2 separate regions of the Triticum aestivum genome follow, and region 2 is linked to region 1. The links are chromatin contacts, called in public Hi-C maps. All regions are on one chromosome and are shown on one strand. Each heading gives the region's core, a stretch centred on a gene start, on an enhancer-like site or on the middle of the called end of the contact. The rest is flanking DNA. Distances are from core to core; before and after follow the strand shown.

What was found. A called contact is a pair of places that touch in the nucleus more often than the background predicts.
Region 2: a Hi-C map of leaf shows a contact between it and region 1, with 6 times the contacts expected there. The contact joins the promoter of LOC123168998 here to the promoter of LOC123167642 in region 1. A contact is called at or near these places in 2 of 5 Hi-C or Micro-C datasets (both in leaf).

What each region holds. Positions count from the first base shown.
Region 1 is chr7D:229,532,877-229,535,850 of IWGSC CS RefSeq v2.1, forward strand. It overlaps LOC123167642 (oxysterol-binding protein-related protein 4C), which reads right to left and starts at 1,604. Exons shown (of 6, transcript XM_044585477.1): 1 at 1,169-1,604; 2 at 1-154. The coding sequence starts at 1,171.
Region 2 is chr7D:230,474,440-230,477,536 of IWGSC CS RefSeq v2.1, forward strand. LOC123168998 (calcium-transporting ATPase 5, plasma membrane-type) reads left to right here and starts at 1,296. Exons shown (of 35, transcript XR_006484595.1): 1 at 1,296-1,543; 2 at 1,627-1,881; 3 at 2,574-2,690; 4 at 2,773-2,815. It overlaps LOC123168999 (serrate RNA effector molecule), which reads left to right. Exons shown (of 12, transcript XM_044586861.1): 12 at 1-111.

The DNA of each region.
Region 1 (2,974 bases), core at 354-2,853:
CGAAGAGGCTGAGCACCCGCTGCACGAGGTTCGCCGGCTGGAGCTCCGCCGCGAGGCCCCCTTCCAGCGACAGCGGCGCGGTGAGCACCGCCGCCGAGGCCCTGGCCGTGGCCGTGGCGGTCGGTGCCGCCGATGCGTCGACCTCCGATTCAACCTGCATCCAATCAATTACCAATACAGTCAGATACATACGGGCTCCAATTGTGATGTTCTAGTGCTAACTGAATGGTAGCAGCAACCGAGACATGGCGGATCGCTCGTCGGCGCCGCCGTCGCCCCATGTAGGCTCTTGCTTGTTGCATTCAGGTTTCGTTTCCTTGGAGGGGAGGCTCCAAGAAAAGTCCGGTCCAATCGAGTTGGCCGATGAACGGGAACGAAAACGAAATCAAACCCGTGTGGTTTCCCTCCCCTTCACGTGTCCACCTGCCGTCGAATATGTAGGAGTAGCTAGGTGTGTGTTTGTACTAAATAAAGTGGAGAAGAGGTCAGTGCCGGCTGAAGATGCTGCTGCTATTTGCCGGCCAGCCGAAAGCTGGTGCTATGTGTATGTGTCTTGGCGTTGCGTTTACATGGGAGTGCACGCCCCCGACGCGGCTATGGAAAGGAGACGGAACGGGGACTCCATTTCGTGGGTGCCTCTTCCTCTTTCTTCGTTGCAAAGACAATCAACAACTCAAAAAAGAAAAAACAGAAAAGCCGTCTGTTACATCGCGACTAAGCGCACGAGGTTATCAAAGATTATTGCCCCTGCCGAATAAAATCTTATCTGACGTCACATGCTTAGCTCGATCGCCCGGTATTGATTTGGCCGGCGTCTATGATTTCTTTGCTCTGTTTTCCGACGGAAGGAAAACGGATGACCACCTTTACCGCCCAGTAAAAGTACACGTGGAAGCGCACAGGTGAAAAGGTGAATGCGGAAGGGGGAAATTGGCGCGACAGGACAAAAAGGCCCGGAACGGCGGGCGGGCCAGAGGCAAAAGCATGGGCGATATTCGCAACCATGACGTGGACGCAGGCCACGACCTGACGCTCGAAGCGCCGCCCCCCAAATCTTCGATCGAGAGAATCTCGCGCTCTGGCCGCCGGCGGAGAGCAGTCCGACGGTACTTGCTGAAAGAAAGGCCAAGCTTGCGAGAACGTCCAATTGATCGAGAAGAGGGCGTACCATGGTTGGTTCGCGTGAGCTCCAATCCCCGACGCGAGCCCTCCTTGATTCGATCCTCTCCCCGGCCTTGCCTGCGGATGATCCTCTCGTTTTCGAGCTGGGTATGGTGGGTGCGTGGGCTGGCGACGGGGGGTTGGAATGGAATCCTCGATAAGGGCGGGCGGGCGGGGAAGAAGCAAGCAGATCGCTGGATTGACCTCCTTCCTCTCTTTTTTAGCAGGAGGCTCTCCTTTTTTTGAGGCCGCGTGCGTGCGTGCGGTGTTCGCCTTCCTTGGGGCAGAGGCAGGCACGGGCCTCTGTCTGAGCCGTTGCTGGCGGCGGCCGCGCGCGGTGACGTCGGCCTCGCCGTGTCCCGTCGGCGCGTGCGTGTGAACGCTTCTCGGCACGGGCCAAAACGTTTCCGCCTTTCCGGGCCAGTGCAATCGCGAGTAAAGCGCGCACGGCTGCCCGCCTGATTTGGGAAGATGTGGACTCTGTTTCTTCCTTCGCAAATCACATAGCGCTGGAGCGTGGTTCAATCGGCCGTCGACCTCACATCATTCGCTGGCAATCCAACACGATTTGCTTTTTTTTTTAAACAAGACAAAAGATTTACCATTTTTATTAATTAAGAAGAGGAGTAGACATGGTTTTGCTAAGCGGGCGATTACAAATTACTCTCACGGCATTATATCACTCAAATACTTCGCACCCGCACGAGCCCAAAGAGAGGCTTCATCCTTAATCTTGGCGATGACTACGGTAGTAGGGGCGGCGGTGTTGCGGAAGATCCTCGCATTGCGCTTGTTTCAGATTTCCCACGCAACAAGCATCATCAAGGTGTTACGAGCCTTGCGCGAGTCACCCCTCTTGTGACAAACCTCGTCCCACCAAACCCTCATCGAGGGCACAAGTCTCCAATCTGTCGGGTCGATGTCGTGAAAACCAAGCGAAGTTTTAATCTCCGTCCACACTCTCACAATGAACCGGCACTGGAAGATGAGGTGGGCCGCCGTCTCTTGAACCTGCTTGCAAAAAAAAGAGACCAACCCAAGGACTAACCCTCATTGACATTTTTTTATAGGAGAAACTCCGTGAGGACCGCGTGTCCGAGTCGGGACTCGAACTCGGGTAGGCTGGCAGCAACCTCAGCTGCCCAGCCAACGGGTTGACGCCCTGTCCTCTTGAACCTGCTTGCAAAGAGGGCAAAGGTTGCAACTCGGCCAACCCCTACGTTGCAACCTATCGGCGGTTCACACCCTATTCTGGATTATCAACCAAGCAAAAAAATTGCACTTTGGGGAGGGGGGGGAGGGGGGCAAGCTTTCCAAACTGTTGAGATCATGGTCGAGGCGATGAGACCCTCAAACCGAGTATTGGACGCAGAAAACGCGGAGTAGACATCATCTTTAGTAAACTTTCAAATAATTTATGTTTCAAAAAAAAAACTTCCAAATAATTTTATCGTCGACTCCAGGGGTGAGTATGACATTAGAGAGCTTCTCCCAAAGGGTGGCGAATTGCTCAATGTGCTCAAAAGTGAGGCCCTGAGAGGTAATAATGTTGCGAACCCAAGTTTTGTCGGTGAGAGCCAAGTAGACGGAGCTTCTTTTCTTCCTGGATAGGTCAAAGATCTTTGGAGCAATGTCGGTGACGATTTGCTTCTCGATTGTTACTCGTCTGCGCTTGTTTCATGAGGACAGCTCTTGCATCGCCGATAGTAGTAGCATTGTTGTTGGCTCATAGTATCTGGTTTGAGTCATTTTCTTTTCAATTCTAAACGGGCCATCCTCTTCTTTTGTGCATTACCTTTTTTAGGGGTTCTTT
Region 2 (3,097 bases), core at 46-2,545, 940 kb after region 1:
TCTCTGCTGCCGTATCCAGAACTCCAGACCAGATATTCCTCACCGTGTATGCAATCTGTAATTTATATACAGGAAAAAACGGTTGGTAGATGGAACCCTGATTGGTCAAAACTGCTCAAGTTGTGTTTCCTGGAACTCCGCACCGTTCCAGTCTGTACGCTCTGGCCTGATCTGTAAAACCATGTGCAGGCAGTTCAGCTCTCTGGACATGCGCGAGGGAGCTACTGGCTTCTGCAGGGTCGTTGAATCCACGGTAATATCCGCAGTCGTCGACGTGCAAGATCGACGGCCGCTGACGCTACGAGCTAGTAACACTGGCCGGCTCATCGTCAGGGATTCTGAGGTACCAAAGAGTGTTTTCTTAGCGTAGGCCCGAGATTTTGGGAGCGTAGTGGGTAACAAAGCGACGTGGACTGCGTCGTATGCAACAGAAAACGAGCGATGTGGACTTGGGCGTATGAATTCTTTTCTGAGGAAAATACACATACAGTACGGCCGTCGCGTCAGTGTCCGACCCTCTGTACTTGCCAGGCCCCGGTGGCCCCGGTCTCTATTGTTGACTGGCAACGAATCTATCGGGGAAAGGGTAACAAATTCCACATTCCCGCCGGCCAACTCTCCTGTTGGAAGGTGACAAGCTGCCCGTGACCCACGCCGGCCACTTGACCACAGATCCATCGTATCCCGCGGCATGTTTCGTTTGTGAGCGCCTAGTGGCCAACTAGTAGTGTGGCGACTATGCATGGAGCTTAAGGAATAAGGAAGAAGAACCCTTATAAAAAAGAAAGAAAAGGAAGAACATGCCACCTACTCCTACATTGGAAAGTCATTATGTCGTCTCTTTGATTTCATATCTGTTTTGAACTCAGAACCATCTCAAGAAGCGATACAAAAATATCAAGAGGCGATTCGAAATCATACAAAAATGATTATGTTTCTTAATTTGTGCCACTCGGAGATACAAGAGGCAACAATCATCTCTAACTTTTCCCTCGGACTGAACACACCGCAAGGCATGAAATCATCACATCTTTCTCGCACTCTCACGTGTCAAGCAAGTTGTTGACACGCACGAAGGAACGCTGCATCCCGGCCGTCTATCGGCTCGATCCGACGGCTCCCAATGACCCCTCCCCTTCTCATTTCAAACCGGCCAGCCCACGCCCCGCCGCGCCCGCGCCAAACCCCGCCTTCCCCCTCCGATCCGAGCCTCCCGCGCCGAGCCGCGGCTCTCACTGACAGCCGGGCTCCCACCACGTTACCCCGCCCGGCCGGTACGAGCTCGGCCGCTCTGAGGCTTCGGCCGGGCCCACGTGGCAGCGAGAGAGAGACCTCGCGGGGCGGCCGCAGCTTCGTGGAAGCTTCCCCCGAACAATCTCCTCGAGAACGAGTCCCCATTCGCGACCGAAATCCGGGCCGCAGAGACAGAAAAAACAAAACAAATCACCAAGCTCCGCACCAGCACCACAGTGGCGAAGCCGCAACGTACTTGCGCCGGCCTCGCCCGTGGAACCTTCTAGAGCCTTGACGGCTTGCGCGGGAGGTGAGGCGAGTGATCCCTGAGGTGTTCGATCGATCCCGTGGTGATTTGGTTGTCTGAGTGCTCCTGTGTGTGTGTATCTGCAGGGTTTCTGGTCGTCGTCGTCGTCGTCGGTGTTATCTCTCCTGCGAGCGCTGCCGCGGACGCGGCGGCTGGCTGGTGTCTGATTGTCGGGCATGGCGGTCGGGAGCTCGCCGACGCCGCCGGAGATCCGCTCGCCGGAGCGGGACAGGCCGGAGGATGCGGCGGGCGCGGAGGGCGAGGAGGAGGAGGAGGAGTTCGGTGACGCCTTCGATATACCCCATAAGAACGCATCCCACGACAGCTTGCTCCGATGGAGGGTACGGGATCCTTCCTCCCCTCGTCCTTTCCCGTCAGACTGTGATCTAGGCCGGGCTCTGCTGGTTCGCAGAATGCCCAAAATATCGCCATTCTGGCTAGTTCCGTCCTGGCTGGATTCGGGACGTGCTAATTCTGTGCAGGAAGAAGAGGGGGTAGAAGAGGAATAGTCAAAACACTAATGTTTTTGGTCTAGTGGATACACTGCACTGAGGTTTACTGACATGTCATTGACCCGATGATTTACATATTACGTTCATTTTTTGTCCGCGTTTCCTCTTAAGTCAAGGCATTGGAGTCTGTTTGGCGACACTACCTTTTTTACCGCTGTGCACATGCACAGAGCGGCAGACAACTTCTCATAATAAAACTTAAAACACAAGCAAAGTACTGAAACCAGAGGTCTGTCATTCATCCAAACAATACTGGTTTTTGTGGTATTCACAGGTTTGGGTAGTTCATGTACCTTCATGTATTGGGGGACATTACAAAAAGAAGCAAGCAGTAACACTTGTACTAGAGCTACAAAATCACACTTATACTACAGCTAACCAGGCACTTGTTTTGCATAATAGTTGTGAGTTGGGTTCATTACAGTTTGCTGTGGCTACAGGTGAAGGACCCTTCGGGGTAGACAAATATAAGCCTTACTTATTATTTAGTTCTGATAAATATGGTTATTCTCTCCTTTCAGCAAGCTGCTCTTGTGCTGAATGCTTCACGTCGGTTTAGATATACTCTAGACCTTAAAAAGGAGGAAGAGAAAGAGATAATTAGAAGAACAATCCGATCACATGCACAAGTGATACGGGTAATGTGTCGTTTTGCAGCTTATGCACCCTATATCTCTTCCGTCCGTCTTCTTTTGTTCATTCTAATTTTGAATTCTCCAGGCAGTATTTCTTTTCAAAGAAGCCGGAGAAAATGATCCCAGAGGTACTCATTCATACCATTAACCTCTATTTAGTGTTTGTTGTCATTAAAGTGCTTCTTTTATGCCATGTTTATGGATGGCAATGACCCAAATGGTAGAATATCTTTGGTTTTCTACATTTCCATCCTTAGATTGCATCTGTGCTTCTTAGCCACAATGTACCAAATGGTGGGGTTATATGCAAACATTATGAAACAAAATAGTTCCCAAACTTCATTGGTAGCTGTAGTCATTCATCTCTGATTTGCCTTCTGTAAACTGATCACTACTTCTAAATGTGCAAT